Linked DNA regions of Urocitellus parryii: region 1 is linked to region 2. A link is a contact called in public Hi-C data. All regions are on one chromosome and are shown on one strand. Each heading gives the region's core, a stretch centred on a gene start, on an enhancer-like site or on the middle of the called end of the contact. The rest is flanking DNA. Distances are from core to core; before and after follow the strand shown. Region 1 holds the start of Atg4b (autophagy related 4B cysteine peptidase). Region 2 holds the start of Stk25 (serine/threonine kinase 25).

Region 1 (6,137 bases), core at 1,745-4,244, 130 kb before region 2:
TTTGAGACAACAGTTTGACTGTAAAAGAAGTGACGACAACTGAGTCAGTGGGGGCTTTAGCTATGTGGGAAGACACTGCTTTAGTGAATACGCAGGACAGAATGCCACATCGAACCCGCTGCCCTGCAGTCAGAGTCTTATGCTAACAGCACAGACTTAACACGCCACACAGACCCAGCACACACCCCCACACAGGTCGCACACCCCTCTGCTTTTCAGATTCTCTAACACCTGCATGTACAGATGCAGACACTGGAGCTGGGACCACTTTTGTTTCACACACACCTACACAGCCTCAAGGCAAAGTGACACACCACGTCCAATGGACTGCACCTAGACGACAGCCTGGCACACAAGGCAGGTGGGGGCTCTTCCATCTGTGGTGTCATGCCAGTGCTCAAATGTTTCTGGTTTTGAGGAGTTTGGGTACATTTCCATTTCTAGACCAAGGACACTCAACCTGTAGTAGAAAGTATGTAAACTATTAATTCAAGTTCTGCTTCATCAAGTACCAAACATGGACCAGACACAATGTGAGGCGCAGGAGACACAGGCACAGGACACTGGTTCTGTCACCAAGGAACAGAAATAAAGTTACCTAGGTCCTGGCTCCTAACAGCTCTTTGAACCAGGAGCATGTTCTTATAACAAGTGCTTGCCAGCTAGGAGAAAGCAGAAAGTGTCCCCCCCCCCCCACCCAGCAGCAGCCCTGGGCTGCCCCCCTGGCCTCCTCTCTTGTCTACCTCCTCGGCCTCTGGGCCACCTCATCTGATGTGGCTTCATACACACCTTTGTCACAGGCTTTTTATTCCCTCAGCGCCCAGATGGTAAAACAAAGGCTCCCTGGACACTGCTCCACATTCAGCACACACAAAGCCAAAGTTTTGACAGCTCCCCATGAAGCAGGGCCTCCCCACGTTTCTCAGCTCAGGCAGTGACCTCTGGTGCCATCTCTCTCTCCTCCCTACCTACCCTTCTCCCAACCTGTGATCTGTAAACAAATGCTACTGTCCCGATTTTCAAAACATGTCTAGAATTCAACCTCTTCTCCTCACCCCGGCCTAAGTCTTAGCCCCTCTTCTGTGCCTGCTTATCAGAACGGTTGTCAACATCCCTCTGAGACATATTCTCAACGGAGGGCCACAACACTTCTGTAAACCCAAGTCCAGTCATGCTACTTCTCCTCTTGATCCTTAAAGGGTTTCATCCTATTCAGAATAAATGCCCAAGTTCTCACTGTGACCAGCAGGGCCCCACGGCTGGGCCTAACATCCTTCCCACTCTCTGCTCCAACCTCTCTCACACCAGGCACCTGGCAACTCCAGCTTCCTTGCTGCTCTCAGATCAGCCCACTTGCCCTTCCTCCTGCACTGCTCTGGGTCTTGGTTAGAATGCCACCTTTAGAGTGGGACTTTTCCAGGCCTCGCAGGCTGCAATCCAAACCCCCCCCCCCACAGTCCGCATTCTCTAGTCTGCAGGAGCCACACCTCTTGCTGCTCCTCCTGGTCCCCCACCAGGATTGTTAGCTGCCCCAGGAGAGTGGTTTTCATCTGTTTTGTCCACTTCTGGAGTCACAGGGTCTGGAACAATGACCAGCACACACCTGGCATTCAACAGTAAATGCAGTTTACAGAAGAAATACCTATAAGAACCATCAGTACCTGCATTACATGTGGCCAGGGAAGGCAGATCTTCAAAGACCAGGGAAAGGTGGGCCATTCCACACTGTGTCAGAAGGAGAACACCATACCCTAATAACATCACACACATTAGGTTCTAGGTTGTTTTGTACTGGGGACTGAACACAGTGCCACTGAGCTATATCCCTAGTTCTTTCTTTTAAAATAGGGTCTTACTAAGTTACTGAGGCAGGCTTCAAACTGGCAATCCTCCTGCCTCAACCTCCTGGGTTACTGGGATCACAGGCACATGCCACCCAGCACAGCTATCTTATTGTACATTTTTATCAGACCCAACAGAGACTTTCAAATGCAAGCAACTTTTCTACTTTGATCCTGAGAGCAGCAGCGTTTGATGTCCTATTAAGATGTCTTTATCATATGACTACAAAACTCTATTACAACAAATTATCAACCTGAACATGATTTTCATATTCAAGGTAACGTGACATTAAACTGTGCTTCCGACCTTAACCACCTCTCTCAATAACCTTAGGTATTCCCACTCCATGTCCCCCAAAAAACAGTTTGACAGTGTCTGACACTCATTCTAAAAACACAAACTTCAGGACATGCACATGTGGCCGACACTCCTCGGGCAGCCGGACGAGTGAGGGCCTCACGGTGCCCTCTGTTCCCGGGCTCAGCCAGCTCCGCCGCGGCCATGAACAGAACAAAGCAGCCGCCACGCTCTCGGGGGACCCGACGGAAGCGCTCCCGGCCGCGCCGAGCAGGGCCCTGGAAGGAAGGCCAGCGGTGGGTTCCCCGGGAAAGGCAGAACCGGCGCTGCCGGGAACGTCAAGAGCGGTCTACAGCGTGCCCGGGCCTCGGGCGAACGACGCCTGGGTACGGACGCGCCTCCGAGCCACCTCGCCCGGAGGCCTCCCTCCCCGAGGCGGCTCGCCGGACCCCGCAGGCAGGACGGGCTGACGTCCCCGTCCCCCGTCCCGCCAGCGAAGAGAGGAGCGCGGCGCCTCGGGGGCCCGCCCGACAACTTCGCGGGAGTTGGGCGCTCGGCGTCCCCACCCGGCGGACCCAGCCGCTCCGCTGCCCTCCGCGGCCTTCAAGCCCGCGAGCCCGGCCAGGAACTCCCGCGGGCTGAGGGCGCGGGACCGGTGAGTACTGTCTCTGCCCGCCGCAGGCCCCGGGCCGGGCCGGGCAGGCGAGCGAGCGAGCACCGCCGCTAGAGGCCCGAGGCTGTACTGCTCACCTGCGTCCATCTTCCCCGGCGGCGGCCGACTGACCGCGGCGTCGCTCCGACGGCCGCAGCGCGACACAGCGACGGGAAGCCGCGGGGGCCAAGTGCGCCACGGAACGCGGGCACCGCCATGTCGGCGTACGGCAGCCGCAGGGGGCGGGACTCGTGGGGCTCAAGCCCTCGGCTGGCTGGCGGTGTTGGGGTGCGGGCGGGCGTGGCCCTGAAGCCGGACGACGGGTCGCGCACGCGTGTTGCCGCACGGCCTCGCCGGCCCGGCGGCGGCCGCCGATTGCGGCGGGCCGGCGAAGCGCGCCGCCATCTTGCCGTACGGCGCGGCCGGCCCACGTCCCGGCCGTGTCGCCGCACTCCCTCGGGGCGGGCCGGGCGGCGGGCGGCGAGGCCGGAGCCTGGCGGCGCCCTGGGCCGAGCCCGCGATGGTGATCTGCTGCGCGGCCGTGAACTGCTCCAACCGGCAGGGCAAGGGCGAAAAGCGCGCCGTCTCCTTCCACAGGTACGCGGCCCGCCGCTCGGCCCGCCACGCCCCCGGCCCGGCCCGGCCCGCGGGGAAACTGAGGCCGCGCGGCGGGCGCGGGAGGACGGGCGGCGGGCGCGGTACCGCATGACCTTGGCCCGGCCGCCGTCCCTGGGCCGGCGCCGCGAGCCGAGGGCCGCCGAGGCCGCGCGGCGTCTACAGCCCGCGTCCCGCTCCGCGCCGCAGGCCCTCGCGGCACCCGGCCGCGGCGCCCGGGACCTGCGCGACCCTCGGGGACTGGCTCGGCGGGTGCAGCCCGGGCGGGGTGGGAGGCGGCGGCGCCAGGCTCGCAGCCGCCGCGGGCCGGGGAGACCGGCGACCCCGGACCCGTCCGCGTCGGAGCACGTGCCCCAGAAGTTGGCGGCGCAGGCCGAGCCGAGCCGGCGAGCGGGCGGCGGGCGGTCGTAACGGCCTGAGGCGCAGCGGGCCGGGCCCACGGGCCTCCGCCGAGAGGGGTTAGGAGGTCACGTGGCCCCGACGTCCGCACCTTCCTGCGGCCCGTCCTGGCCCACAGCAGCCTCAGGTGGGTTGGAGGACCCCAGGTGGACGGAGCCCAGAGAGGTGTCGTGCGGGCGCCTCTGCGCCACGATGAAGTGGTGGTCGAGGGTCTCGGTTAGCAGATGTAGGAGCTCTAATACCGTCCCTTCCGGCATCTCCCAGGACAGCTTGCCTTATTTTTCTTTTTCTGATTTTTAAAAGTTATGGCATGATGCACAAAATGTTTACTATCCTAACCATTTTTAAGTGTTCCTCTAAGTGGCACTAAATACGGTGACACTGTATGCGGTCATCTCCACCATCAAGCTAAAACTGCGTAAAGGCTAACTCCCCATTTCTCCTCCCACCTGCCCGCTCTGGGAATTTGGGTACTCTCAGTACCGCTGTGTGTGTCTTGGTGTCTGCATGGATCTGTAGCATGGATCGTGAGTACAGGCAGTACTTGTCCTGTGACCGGCTCATTTCACTCATTACATCCTTACGCTCACCTGGCTGGTGGAAGTGCACAGAAATATAGCCTTTGAGTCTTGCTCTAGAGCTGGGTCCATGCTGGGGCAGTCACCATGCCAGGCTCACTCTTTGGCCTTGTGCCCCTATATCTGCAGCCAACATTGCCTGGCTTCTCAATAGAGGAATCAGCCTCCCTGATTTAAGTGCCTATAGTCTACCTTCTAGGCACACCAGCAGGGTTGGTCAGTGGTCAGCTTCTAGAGCTACTTCCAGTTGTCCTGGTACTTTATTGCTGGAGCTTCCTGTGTGCCCATAGGGCATCTGTCACAGCCTGTGAGGAGCAATGAATTTTTCCTCTCTGCCCTATAGACTGTGGGCTCCCAAAGAGTAGACTGTTGAGCTTTCCCTATCTTATTCTAGTAGCAACTTGTAAGTACACAGTGTTCCTTAAGTTAACCAGGGGCATTTAACCATAGAGCCACATGCCCAGCCCTTTTTATTTTTTTATTTTGAGACAGGGTCTAAGTTGCTTAGGGCCTTGCTAAGTTGCTGAGGCTGCTTCGAACTCATGATCTCCTGCCTCAGCCTGTCAAGTGTCTGGGATTATAGGTGAGTGCCACCATGCCCAGCTCCTTTAAGTCTGTAGAGGAGTTATTCTTTTTTAGTTGTAGATGGACACAATACTTTTATTTTTTCATGTGCAGCTGAGGATTGAACCCAGTGCCTCACACATGCAAGGCGAGTGCTCTACCACTGAGCCCCAGCCCCAGCCCATGGAGTATTTCTTAAGCAGATGAAGTCAGTGCAGGTTTCCATGTTTGCAAAACACTTGTTTTGATTTTATAATTGGTAATTTGGGGGGGAGACATTTAATTATTTATGAGTACTTTTATCATTTATCCCGCAGGTTCCCCCTAAAGGACTCAAAACGCCTGATCCAGTGGTTAAAAGCTGTTCAGAGGGAAAACTGGACCCCCACTAAGTATTCGTTCCTCTGTAGTGAACATTTCACCAAAGACAGCTTCTCCAAAAGGCTGGAGGACCAGCACCGCCTGCTCAAGCCCACAGCAGTGCCCTCCATCTTCCACCTGACTGAGAAGAAGAGGGGGGCTGCAGGCCATGGCCGGACTCGGAGAAAGGACGCCAGCAAGGCCTCGGGGGCCATGAGGGGCCGTGGGAGCACAGCCGCCGGGAGAGGGGCCGTGAGCACCTCTCCCTCCTCTGGTGGAACCCTGATGGCCCAGCCAGAGCCCCGCAAGCTGAAGCGAGCCACTCTGCAGGGTGAGGCCACACCCAGGACCCCCCCAGATCCCAGCATCCAGGAGCAGGCCCAGCAGTGTCTGGGGAAGACCCCAGGAGATGGACCATCGGCCACCAGGGCAGGCAGCCAGGGAGAAGAAGGAGCATGTGCGGAGGAAGCCAGGGGCCAGAATGCTGGCGCCACCTGGGCCGAGGGTGGCGGGGCAGACCGGAGCGGGGTGTCCGCAGAAGATTTCACTCCCCCAGGGTCTGGGGCCTGCAGGTTCATTGGCTCACTGCATTCCTACAGTTTCTCCTCCAAACACACTCGAGAGAGGCCTTCTGTTCCCCGAGAGCCCATTGACCGAAAGAGGCTGAAGAGAGACGTGGAGCCCAGTTGCAGCGGGAGTAGCCTGGGGCCGGACAAGAGTGTGGCCCAAAGCCCTCCGAGGTCCTCACTCACTGCCACGCCACAGAAGCCTTCCCAGAGCCCCTCTGCCCCGCCCACCGATGTCACCCCGAAGCCAGCTGCGGAGGCCGT
Region 2 (6,314 bases), core at 3,227-5,726:
TCTCTCTCTCCTCCTCCTTCCTTTCAAATGGTTAAGGTTGAAAATCTCTATGTTCTTTTCTGAAACCAAATACTCATCCTCTGTCTACATTCTAAATGCTGGAAATCAGAAGTGTCTGCACGGCTGTGACTGGACAGAATTCACTATGGAGCCTGCTAGGATGTACTTCCTAAGGAGGACTTCAACATGACCTCCTTGGTGGTGGTGTGGCTCAGTGGTTGAGCACCTGCCTAGCATGTGTGAGGCCTAGGTTCAATTCCTAGAATCACAAATAAGGTAAAATTATCTCCCATCCCTTGTTTCTTCCCATACTGTGATTTTGGTGCTTTCTCCCCTTGAATCCAGGTGGGCTTGCAATAGGCCTAATCCAGTGGCAGGTCACTGGAGAACCATGCACCTTTCCCCATTAGAATGCTAGCACTCAGCAGCCTTTGCTCAGACCAGGATTGTGCCCTGTCCCAAACCCACATGGTAAAGTCCTGTCTTCAATGTGGCTGTAACTAGAGGTGGGGCAATGTGGCTGTAACTAGAGGTGGGGCATGGGAGGAAGGAACTGAAGTCAGAGGGTGGAGTCCTGATTAGTGTTCTTATGACAGTGTAAGCTCATGTGCAGGCACTCAGCCATTGGAGGAGGCACCCATGGGGGCAGGATCACCCTGACCGGGAGCACCTGGATCTTGGATCTGCCAGCACCCAGAACTCTGTGAAATAGATTTCCATTGTCAAAGCCACCCCATCTGGTATGTTGTTAAAACAGCCTAAGCTAGCAAACACAATTTCCCTACTCTCCTGCCCCACCATACTGTGAGGAAGCACAGCTGTCTTGGAGAGGACGTGAGGCCCCATTCTCAGCCCTGGCCAGGCACCCTGCCTCTAGCCAGCTTCAGAATTATTTGGAAGTGGACTCTGTGGTGCAGAAACAAGCCAGAAATGGAAGATCCATGAGCAAACTCGATGACAACTGTTGTGAAGCAATAACCGATCTATGCTGCGAACTTGTTTCCCTGAGGACTACAAAGGTGAAGATGTCTGCAGAGTGGCCTTGGGCTTGGCAACCAACACTCTGCCTCTAAATGCAGATAGTTTTTGCATTATCTGTGCACACCCAGTGTTGCTCCAGAGCAGTGCTGCCCTTGGCTCCCACTCCTCTGAGGACCTCTTTGGAAACCTTCAGGCTCTTCCTTGATCCCTGTGCTCCTGTGTCCACAACAGCATGTGCTGCCGTGTGCCCTGGCTTGCAGCAATGTGGGGTATCAGTGAGCTTTCTACCCAGAGGCCAGTCTTCTAACTCTCGGAAACACGTTAAGATGTCTTTGTACTTTCTTCTCCTCTGGAATTGCGACCAGATACTAGCCTTCAACTATTTTTTTTTTTTTTTAAACTGGAGACTGAACCCAGGGGCACTTCACCACTGAGCTAATCTATAGCCCTTAATCTTGAGACAGGAAGTCAGTAAATTGCTCAGGCCCTTGCCAAGGTGCCGAGGCTGGCCTCCAACCTTCGATCCTCCTTTCTCAGCCCCCTGCCCCTGCCACTGGGGTTACAGGCATGCACCTTCATGCCTGGCTTAGTCTTGAACTTCTAAGTGTCTATGTTTCCCTGTTTATTTTTTGAGTGATTCCTATGATTTCGTCTCCTCACATTACTGTCATCCTCTCCAGTCCACAGCTGGGTCCAGCTGACAGGTTCCTCATGTGGTTGCAGGCTCAAGAGAGGCTCCTGCCTCAGTCTCCCAAGCAGCTGAATGAAAAGGCACACACCCTCATACCTGGCTTAGGTCCTCCTTTCAATTTATGTTGGTCTCAGGGGTCCACATTGGAAGTCTCCCTAAATATTCAGTGATCCTGGGGCTGGCGGAGAACACTTGTCTGGCAGGTGTGAGGCACTGGGTTCAATTCTCAAAACCACATATAAAGAAATTAAATTAAATCCATCAACAACTAAAAATATTAGAAAAAAAAAGTATTCAGTGATCCTTAGCTACATGTTTAAGAACAAGGTGATAGGAAGCAGGTAAGGAGCTAGCATTCCAGAGTGGGTCTTGTCAAATGCTGGGCCTTGCTGTGGGAAGGCTGGGTGGGCAGTCCACTGTGAGGCCCACCCAAGTGCCACACTTCAGGGGCTCTTTGGGGACAGTGAGTCTCTCTCTGGATGCCTCCCTGCCTCACTTGTGCTGTGTGGTCTGACTCACACTTAGGCATACACACACATTCCTGGATCCTCTCTCCACCTTTCCAGGACCTGTACCCGGCAGAGGAGACTCCAGGCCAAGGTTCCTCTGGCTTTGTCACTCACCTTTGCATCTGGACATCTCTGGCCCTGTCTCCCTTCTAATACCCTTTCTTGCTCCCCTCTGACAAGTGAGCAGGCCCCCAGTAAGGAACAGGGAACAGCAAGTGCCCAAACTATCACTCTGGTGCAGAGGGGCTTGATTCTAACCCAGATTGTGCTGTTATCCCTGGGACTTCTCCCCTCCCTGGGCTTCATTTCTTTGTCTGTCAAACAAAGAGGGTGGCCCAAGTACGGTGTTCTCAGGTGGCTCACCCTGACCCATTTCTCTCCAGGGCCGAGTCTCACCTTTGCACACATGGTCACCTGGATCCTCTGTAGCAGAGGACACACAGGCTGTGTTCAATCCTGGCTTTACTATGTTCTCACTGTGGTCTTGAGGGTATCACTTTATCTCCTGGAATCTCAGTTTCCGTGTCAGTTGACTGCAGCTCATTACCTGTCCTGACTAGGAGTGGGTCCCCGCCCCAGGCTGGCCCAGGGCTGGAGCTTGACCACGAGTGTTCTCTCTCCCTTCTAAGGTCAGCCTGTGCCAACAATAAAAAGAATGGTCTTTTCAGCACCTGCCAGGCTGGCCACTTGTCATTCTCATGAGCCACAAGGCAAGAACCATTTCCCTATTCCCCAAAAGGAAAGCGAGGACACCAGGAAAAACTAAGACTTCTTGGAAGTTAAAGATGGGATTGTTGGGCTGGGGATGTGGCTCAAGTGGCAGTGTGCTCGCCTGGCAGGCGCGCAGCGCTGGGTTCAATCCTCAGCACCACATACAAATAAAGATGTGTCCGCCGAAAACTAAACAATAAATATTTTAAAATTCTTTCTCTCTCTCTCTCTCTTAAAAAAAAATTTTTTTAAAATGGGATTGTTCAGGGGCTCAGGTTGTGGCTCAGCAGTCGAGCACTGGCCTAACAAGTGCAAGTTGCTGGGTCTGATCCTCAGCACCACATAAAAATAAATAAATAAAATAAAGTTATGGGACTGGGATTGTGGCTCAGCGGTAGAGTGCTCGCTAGCACGGGTGGGACTCGGGGCCGATCCTCAGCACCACATAAAAAATAAAGGCATTGTGTTGTGTCCATCTACACCTAAAAAATAATTATGTTTTAAAAAACGGGATTGTTCGGTCTGGGAGTGTAGCTCAGCAAGAGTGCACCTGCCTAGCATTGCAAGTCCCGGAGTTCCATCCCCAGCACCATTTGCACAAGATTGCTAAAAGAAAAATTCTATATGAAAGCTGAGAGAGACGAAATTGAAGACTAGAAGTATAGCATCAGCGAATATGAGCAACAGGCGAGGCCCCAAGGGTGGAGGGTGTGTGGCCACTTGCCGCCAGCAGATGAAGTCTGCGGAGTCCCGGGGAGGGCAGGGCCCACGGGTCACACCATCAAAGCCGTGGCAGGCACCTGGTTACAGTCACTGAAGGCACCTCACCGACAAGCACTCACGTCTACCGACAAACGGCCCAAGTCCCTGCCTTGCGCTGGCACGGTGGTGGGCACAGATCCGCTGGCCGGGAGGCCACTTTCTCTTGGGAAGACAAGCCACGAACAGAACAACGTCAATTGCAGGGGGGCGGGAGGTGCAGAGCTGGGGATGCACGGTGCGGTCCCGCATGCACCATCAGAGAGACCCGGGCGCAGCGCGGGGAGGAAACGGGGGAAGGAGCACAGGCCTGCGCCCGCCGGGCCGAGGGCCGAGGGGAGGCCGCCGCACTCGGGCCTGGGCCCCACGGGACCTCGCTGGGTGGGGGGGCACCACCCAGCCGTGGGTCAGGCCCTGAGCCTTACCAGCAGCAGCCCGTCTTGGAGTCCCAGGTGGGGGCACTGAGACCAGAGGGGCCAGGCACTCGCCCCAGGACAGGCCGTGCTGGGCGGCTGCTCTCAGGCCCGGGTGCGCGATCCCGGCGCCGGCCGCGCTGGGGCTGGGGGGAGGCAGGCGGACCGTGAGGACGCGGCGGGTTCCCAGCCCGAGCGTCCGTCCCGGAGGCCCGGCGGGCGCCCGGGGGAACACACCGACTGGGCACGCGACGCGCGGACCGCGGGGAGCGTCCGTCCGCCCGCTCCTCCCAGGAGCCCGATCCCGTGGTCCGGCGTCCCCGCGGCGCGCCTGCGCTTCGCCCCTCCCGCCCGCCGCGCAGCCTGCTGGGACTTGTAGTCCGGCGGCTGCCGGCCCGGACGCCGGGACTCGGAGTCCCAGAGAGCCGCGCGACCGCCACGACGCCTCCGCTGCCGCCGTCTTCTCGCGGGCTAGGGGCCCCGGGCGTTCCGGGAGAGCGAGGCGGCGCTGGGAGCCCGCGGGCGCTGCGGAGCGGGCCGGGAGGCTGGGATGGAGCCCCCCGGAGGTGGGCGGGCCGCGCCTGCCGGGCGGGGAGGCCGGGGCGCGGGCCGGGCGGAAGCGGGCGGAGGGAGGCGGCCGGCGGGGCCTCCCGGCCGACCCCGCTGACGAGCGGCCTGCGTCCCCAGGGGCCTGAGCGAGCGGGCCGAGCGGGCCTCCGGGCCGCGGACCGACGGCCGCGCGGACATGGCTCACCTCCGCGGCTTCGCGCACCAGGTGAGGCTCGGCGGCCGCGCGTGCGGGCGGTGGTGGTGGCGGAGGGCGGCGGCCGCAGGCCTGGCGGCGCGGCCCGCGGCGGAGGGGGCCGGAGGTGGCCCTGCGGGCGCGCCGGTCAGCAGGTGCGGGGCCGCTGGTGCGGAGCCCGCCGGGCACCGGTGCCGGCAGCGAGGCCAGGAGGCCGAGGCGCCTTCCCCGCCGTCTGCTGCTGCGGAGCCGACGGGACAGGAGCGTGGCGCGGCCGCGGGGCCGAGGCAGTTGCCGGCCTCCCGCTGCGTGGCCGTGGCCGCTGGCTCCCAGCGCCCCGCGGGCGGCCCGACCCTGGCGCCGTGGCCGCTGGCTCCCAGCGCCCCGCGGGCGGCCCGACCCTGGCGCGGTGCGCGCTCGCCTGCCGCGGACACTGCCCTGGGCCCTCCGCCGTGGGCCCTCCTCCCGGGGCCGCGTCCTTGAGCGCTGGGCGTGCGAGGCACAGGAAGCGCGCCCGCCACCTGGGGCAGGAACTGGGTCCCCGCTCCTGGGAGGAAACCGGGAACCGCCTGGAAGCCCGAACGGCACCCGCGGCCAGGGTCCCTAGGCCAGGTGGGGTCAGACGGCGACGGGGCTTGCTGACCTGGGCGGAATTAAGCCAACGATTTTCCTTCGGTTTTGCCATTTCGTGTCTGGTAGTTACATGTTGGAGATCCTGGGAGAAAAACCCATCTTCAGCCTATTTGTAAGAGCTGCAGGATCAGCTTCTGTGGGTCACAGAATGACACGGTGGAACTGTGTGCTGCCCTGTGGAGGGAGCACGGGATGCTGGTGAAGGGACCGCAGAGGCAGGGAGCACCTCTGTCCGGGGCCAGTGGCTCCTCTCGGGTGTGAGATACTTGTGACATTGGCAAGAGACCTTGTGGGTGCTATGCTGGCACTTGGCCTGTCGAGCAGCCCCTTGCTGGGATAACAGGGCACAGTGCCCCCACAGCCTGGACTTACTCCCTCCACCTGGCCAGTTCCTGCCAGGTGGTAAGCACCGAGCCCTCCCTTTTGGGTGGTGGCAGGAGTGTCTCCCGCCATGTACATGGGTTGCTCCTCATGACTGACAAGACAATTGGCACACAGGCAGAGCCCCCCAGACCTGGCCACCCCAGGGCTGATATGGAGAACTGGGGTCTCTATTGCCAGAACTAGTTGAGTCTCTGAGCAGTCCATCATATCCACCATCCTGATGAGGAATCATATGCCCCTGAATTGTGAGTTGCTTAGCCTTGGGAACAGGGCTGTTCTTATAATGAAGTTATAGGGTCAGCGTATAATTATAGGGTCTTCTGCTAAGACTGACTGACCCACGGCATTGAGCACCCAGAAAGCAAGGCATGTGGGGCTTGAGGCTGCCACCTTCCCTGCTGAATCCAGAACTCTGCTGTGGCATCTGTACTTTCTTCTGCTCTGAGGCAGTAGAGTTCTGAGTGCCTGGCCTGGGGGTGCCCTGGACAGAC

What was found. Hi-C and Micro-C count contacts between places; a contact is called where the count stands out from the background.
Region 1: a Hi-C map of muscle shows a contact between it and region 2, with 3 times the contacts expected there. The contact joins the promoter of Atg4b here to the promoter of Stk25 in region 2. A contact is called at or near these places in 2 of 2 Hi-C or Micro-C datasets (liver and muscle).

Annotation. Positions count from the first base shown.
Region 1 is chr1:283,931,593-283,937,729 of mUroPar1.hap1, reverse strand. It overlaps Atg4b (autophagy related 4B cysteine peptidase), which reads right to left and starts at 2,994. Exons shown (of 13, transcript XM_026381985.2): 1 at 2,890-2,994. The coding sequence starts at 2,899. It overlaps Thap4 (THAP domain containing 4), which reads left to right and starts at 3,223. Exons shown (of 6, transcript XM_026381988.2): 1 at 3,223-3,388; 2 at 5,265-6,137. The coding sequence starts at 3,312.
Region 2 is chr1:283,804,672-283,810,985 of mUroPar1.hap1, reverse strand. Stk25 (serine/threonine kinase 25) reads left to right here and starts at 4,476. Exons shown (of 12, transcript XM_026414795.2): 1 at 4,476-4,630; 2 at 4,752-4,839. The coding sequence starts at 4,810. It also overlaps the pseudogene LOC113201173.